Regions from separate parts of the Bicyclus anynana genome. Here region 2 is linked to region 1. Evidence: chromatin contacts called from public Hi-C data. All regions are on one chromosome and are shown on one strand. Each heading gives the region's core, a stretch centred on a gene start, on an enhancer-like site or on the middle of the called end of the contact. The rest is flanking DNA. Distances are from core to core; before and after follow the strand shown.

Region 1 (3,057 bases), core at 183-2,682:
CCAACAGCATGCTCTTCAATATGGCCTTATCGATTTTGAGATGCCTTACTATAGGTACGACCCAGCGTCAGTTCTTGAAAATAGCAGTGCATTGCTCTACTGGGACCGAACGATTATCACTGACAGGTATATTGTAGCCAATAGACCTGATATAGTGCTAATCGATCGGTCAGTGCGTCGTGCAATAATTGTTGATATTACAGTTCCACATGACGATAATCTGGTTAAAGCCGAAAAGGAAAAAGTATCAAAATACTTAAAAGGACCTTGCTCACGAGATCACCTCCATGTGGAATGTTGAGTCAACTATTATTGTTCCGATAGTTGTTTCAGTCAGTGGTCTTATAGCGAAAAGCTTCGACCAACACCTTAAGAAGCTTTCGCTTAACTGTTGGATCAAGAGTCGGATACAAAAGGCAGTGATTCTTGAGACGGCGCGTATTGTGAGGAGGTTTCTCACTCTGGAGCCCTGACCACCGTACCGTCCCGTCACGTAGTGTAGAGGTAATACCTAGATGGCATCACCAAAATAAACATATGAATACGACCTATCCTTCAAGGTCATTGATTAGTATCAGCCTTATTTAAATCACAAATTTTATTGGTCACATCCTATTTTAATACAATTTACAAAATATTTTATTTGTTTATATAAAAAAAGTATATTTACAATCACAAAACTAAATGGAAATACAAAGTTGGCAAATGTAATTAAAATGCTGGAGGCAGGCAGCCCTATCACATGTTTACGTACCGCGCGCTGTAAGTATTTATTTCAAAAATACGGCCGAGTATACTGCTTGTATATATTTTTACTGTGCACAATGTGTTTGTTAGTGTGTGTAAAAATTACGCGTGTGTGTATTGCGAGTCAAATTTATAGTTGTGTGTAGTGTATGGACACAGAAAATACTTAATGGTGTTAAGTCTGTAATTTTTTGAGGGGGACGCGGTAAACTCACACATCGAAAACATTTTCCGTACAGGGTTCCGTAGATTATGTTAGCCCTTTAATCCCTTATGTTTTTCTCAATTTCAAAGCCTTTATTATTCCTTACATTATTACATTAAACAAGTTTTTCAATTAATAAGACTAACAGTTTTAATTTTTTTTTTCTATGTTAGTATATTGTTAGTGTATCTGTTTTAAGTTTAGTATGTTAGTGAGTTAGTCTTATTTCTAATTAATAAAATCTATTTAACTAGTAAGTTGAAATTGAAATTGAGGTATAGCTCGCGTTTCGACCTCTAGTATGAAGTCAAACTACTGCTTGCATATTTACTGTGACATTGCTTAGACTATCCACATAGTGTCCATATCCACATGCATATATTCATAAATGCAGTATTTAAATTATTGATTACGGACGTTTTTTACTATAATTGGTCTGAGGAGATCAGTATTAGTATTCTGTGGCCGAGATCTAATAATCTGTGCGAGATACGATACGAGACGCGCGCGCCATTTTGTTTTTCGAGAATTTGTCGAAGTGCTGAAGCCGCAATTTTAGTGGTTATTTCCAATTTTTCAGCTTGCTTTTGAACAAACAGTGATTTATTTTCCTCATGACAAAAATGGGAAAGGGGAAAAATGAAACTACCGACGGGTCCAGTGAGGAAGAGTACGTCGTGGAAAAAGTGTTGAACAAAAGAATTGTCAAAGGAAAGGTTGGTCTAGAATTGATTTCTATTATTATTTACTTATTTCTTCGGTAATCGCTTACGAGAAATAAGGACGGAATTTAGCCATGCAATTGCAATTAATTAGCAAGTATGCTGTCGGAATTATTCGCTTATACATGTCTCGAAAAACACCGGCTGGCGGCTGCCATATTTACATTTACGAATGTATTTACAAAGTTTTAATGCTAGTCGATTTCTACACTTACTATTACTGCTATTAAACACTTCTACATTTAAACTCCCGATTTACAGATCGCCTTCATACTGATTATGAGATAGCTAATACAATGTAATTTTTCACATTTGTAATTTTGAAATTGGTTGTATATTTTTATATATTTTTTTAATTTTATGTAATATATTATAGGTACAATACCTTCTGAAATGGAAGGGCTACAAGGAAGAGGAAAGTACTTGGGAGCCAGAAGATAACCTGGACTGTGAGGAGTTGATCAAAACTTTTGAGGACAGTAGGAAGGAGAAGGAGGTAATTCACAAATCAGTAACATAGTAAATGTGTTATTTGTTCTTGAATTGAAAAACAGCCTCAGAGAAAGTATATTCCATTAACTCAGAGAGTGAATGAAATGAACTTAACTCAAAATTGCTCAAAATTTATTCCACAAATTTGAAAGTGTTATTTAAATGGAGTTTTTGTGGATAAAAGTGAAATTGAAAGGGTTTGGTAATATTGTAAAACAATGAAAAATATTTGTTTGTTATTATTTTCAATAGGAATATCACTTCCATTTAGAAACAATCAGTCAATGCATTATCTTCTTTGTTTCTGTACCTGGTGCAGGTCTCCACTAAAGTCACTTGAGTCGGCTGGGCTTGCTTTAAAGTTTAGCAAGCCACCCATGTTGCACATTGACTCACAATAAATAAATAAATAGCTGTTTATTCTAAACAGCCTATATACTTAAAATATGTGTTTGAAACTTTAATGTCCCACTGTTTGTAGTGCCTCCTGACATAGGCCTACTCCAACTGTTTCAACTACACCCTGTCGGCTACAGTCCAGCCAGGCCCCAGAGTTAAGCGCATGCCATCTTCCCGCCTTGTTAGACGTCTGGTACCATATCTTGGGTACCCGAGTGTTACCTGCTTGCTCCATATTTCAGTCTTGCAGTGTAACATCACCTGTCCAACACCATTTCAAGTGGTCAATTCTTTCATGAATATAGCAGTAAGTTTGGTTCTGTTTCTTATCATAGTTGAGGTGATTCTGTAAGTTAATCTTATTCCCAGCTAGTTCTCTCTGTTGCCCTCTGACGCTTAGCTAGGTTTTCTCTGTGATTATGTGTAAGGGACCAAGATTCGCTTCCATATGGGATAGATATATTGTAGACTCTTCTCTTAATGGTCATACTT
Region 2 (3,057 bases), core at 211-2,710, 120 kb before region 1:
GTAATTACAAGGAGTAGATACAAGTTTTATACCAATTTACAAACCTTCATAAGTAAATGTTTTTAAAATTTTCGGTTTCATACATTTTTTTTAAGTCGGGTCTTCTTATATTAAATAAATTAAATATAGCACTCAAAGCTTCTACAAAACAGACAAACTTCTTCATAATAACAAAATCTATAAAAATAGTATCTCATAAATAAATTGGTAACTCAATTCGCAATATTTACAATAATCTGATTTTTTTATTTTTTATTGCAGCAACTACTAGCTTGGTTACCCTACGCATTTTTTCAAAATTAATTACATTAGTTTTAGATAATTAGGTGATATAACTGCCACTTGCGTTTTCGTCCATTAATTACGGGACCTGCTGTATATTATGTATTTGAGTTTTATTTAGCAAAAAGCCATGCTATAGGCAGCCATTTTGTTTTATATAAACCACTAAAAAGAAGTATAACCTCTAATATCGCGCACAAATACATGAACCCACTTAACTTAAGCTTTTATACATGTCTAGCCAGACCAGTGTAATACGGGCTAGGGAGTGGACATTACATAATACATTACATTACGTTAGTATTTCTTCATGCAAACATTACGTAACATTTATATATTTTCTGTATTATTGCACAAAATGTTCGCGCATATTATGTTTTATTCATATTCTATTGACTTTGTGATAAACGTATCAAGGTCGGGGATGTAATGTAAATAACCATGTATACGAATGACAAATTACGAATTCCTCTGAATATAATCAAGTATTTATATTTGGACAAATTAATTCTTTACAAACACGTTCTTGGCATAAGTAAGTTATTTTACAAAATTTTCGTAAATTAAGTAAAAGAATCGTTGTATTTATATATGTTATACTAAGACAATACGTATGGAAAGTTAGCAATCAGATTCCGGCCTTAGAGACCCTATCATTTGGCAAAATGACGTTACGTTATCTTAAAATATATCTTAAAAGTCAAAACTATACGACTTTTACAATTTTGAAAAAAGAAATACGATTTTATAAAATATAATAAGTATAATTGTTTCTATTGCCCAAACATTTTTTACTAAAAAAATCAATGACATGATAGTGCCTAATTGTTCTTGGTAAATAACAAAAAAGAAAATGTTTTGCCCTTTGGACGGCATAGTAGACAATCTACAATATCGAAATGTACATCAGTGGACAAATAAAACTAGAAATAAATTAATTTGGTAATTTGAGCTCTTCCCGGAATTAATTTAACCGAAAAACGTACACACAGAGGCCAGTGGGCGCAATAGAATATGAACAAGACGTGTGTGGGCGCGGGTGCGCGGGTGCGTGCGTGCGTGCGTACCTGCGTGCGGCGCGTGCGCGTGCGCCGGGTGCGGCGTGCAGTGCAGCGGCGCGGGCGCGGGCGGCGCGGGCGTGTAGTAGAAGGCGTGCGGCTCGGACGCCTTGCCGCCCGAGCGCACGAACAGCTGCACGCACACCGTCTCCGCGATGTCCGCGCGCTGGTACGGCGGCACGCAGCACACCAGGTGCGTCTGTGGTACACACATCGCTTACTACAAGTGTCTAGGTGAGCTGTGCGCGGATTTATTTTTTAAATATATCTCTTGACATATCAAATGAAAGGGCTTGTTGTGGGTCACTGAAAATATCTGGGCGATCTGTTTTGTTATGAAAAATTAAAAATTAATTTTTGCAAACTAAATCGTGCATATCAAATGAAAGGGATTTTTGAAAGGATTTCAAATATATTTTATGTGTTATTTAAAAAAATCTAATAAATATTTTTCAAAGGGGGGGTCACCCCCTTTGAAAAACTACAGAAATTTGAAAAAGTCCACGAAAGCAAAAGTAAATCACTCACGCACGTTACATTACGGAACGCTCTTCACACGAGTGAAACTCGTAAATGTCTCTTTTTTTGTACAACTTACTTACAAGCCCTAATTCCTATGTGGCCAGAAATGTGCCTAAGGTTTTTAACAACAACAAGTAAAAATTAAAACAAAATGGAAAATTTCTTTACCCAATACAGGTTCGTATGGAACTACCAGGTTCGTATGGCCTACAGGGTAGGCACTAAGGGAGTGCATTTTTGCTTTGTTCACAAGGCAAACACTAGATAAATGCTCACTTGTTGTAAGAACTCCTTGTCGGGCACGACCTCCTCCTCCCACTTGGCGCCGTCCTGCTGCAGGCGGAACACCACGCGCGTCTCCTTGAGGAAGTTCTTGCCCAACAGGTACAGCTCCAGGCCGCCGCTGGCCGGACACGACACCAGCGACTTGCGGCACACCTCGGGCACGCCGGGCGGTTGAGCTGGCGATGTGCAACAAACTATTTAGACAATCGGCTCATTGGCAATCATTTATACGTGAAAGGAAAACTTTTAGTGCATTATTTACAAAAATTCAAAACTATGTTCTTGCCACGTTAGTTCTTTGGCAAATCACTTTATTCTGAATTTCATCACTTACAGAGATTCCAAGTTCTCTTCATATAGTTGCGCGACTTGAAGTTGGTGGATTGGCTTCGACGTTAGTCTACGGTTCGGTATAGAAGTTGTGACTGGTAGATAGCACTGGTCAGACTTTCGTCTTTAGACATTGTGGTACAGGCAACGACTTATATACGGTAGCTACTTATCTAAACTCATTTAAAAGCAAATTATTTTCGCAACATCTTTATGTCTAATATTTCTCAGTGCCTGAAGACGAAAGTTTTCGAATAGCGCGTGTTGCCAGAGATGACTAAGGGATCCAAGACATGGTTGATAACGATTGGGCTCATAAGAAGGCTCAGTGTCCCTCAGCGGACGATGGAGAGCTATGCTCGCTCGGAATTTCTCTGCATGATTGAATCAGAAATGAACACACACACAGAAGAACCGAAAGTCACCGACATAACTTAACAAATCGCGAAGTGAAGAGTCGATATATGTTGGGGACGTCGGGTGCTAGAATGGCGACCCCGCACCGAAAAGAGATCATAAAGGGTTGCATCAGGATGCCGGTGGATACTGGTGGCTCGAAACCGTGGTGTCAGGAAGTCCA

The links. Hi-C and Micro-C count contacts between places; a contact is called where the count stands out from the background.
Region 2: a Hi-C map of whole larva shows a contact between it and region 1, with 4 times the contacts expected there. The contact joins the enhancer-like site here to the promoter of LOC112047935 in region 1. A contact is called at or near these places in 2 of 2 Hi-C or Micro-C datasets (whole body and whole larva).

The regions. Positions count from the first base shown.
Region 1 is chr3:18,066,366-18,069,422 of ilBicAnyn1.1, reverse strand. It overlaps LOC112047935 (chromobox protein homolog 5), which reads left to right and starts at 1,432. Exons shown (of 5, transcript XM_024085251.2): 1 at 1,432-1,668; 2 at 2,051-2,170. The coding sequence starts at 1,567.
Region 2 is chr3:18,190,489-18,193,545 of ilBicAnyn1.1, reverse strand. LOC112049338 (nuclear factor of activated T-cells, cytoplasmic 4) reads right to left here. Exons shown (of 11, transcript XM_052891206.1): 6 at 2,139-2,323; 7 at 1,350-1,539. Among protein-coding and RNA genes, the nearest start is that of LOC112049347, 24 kb to the left of the region's middle. Within about 2 kb of position 1,460, at least 6 of the 8 cell types and tissues checked have open chromatin away from gene starts, as enhancers often do.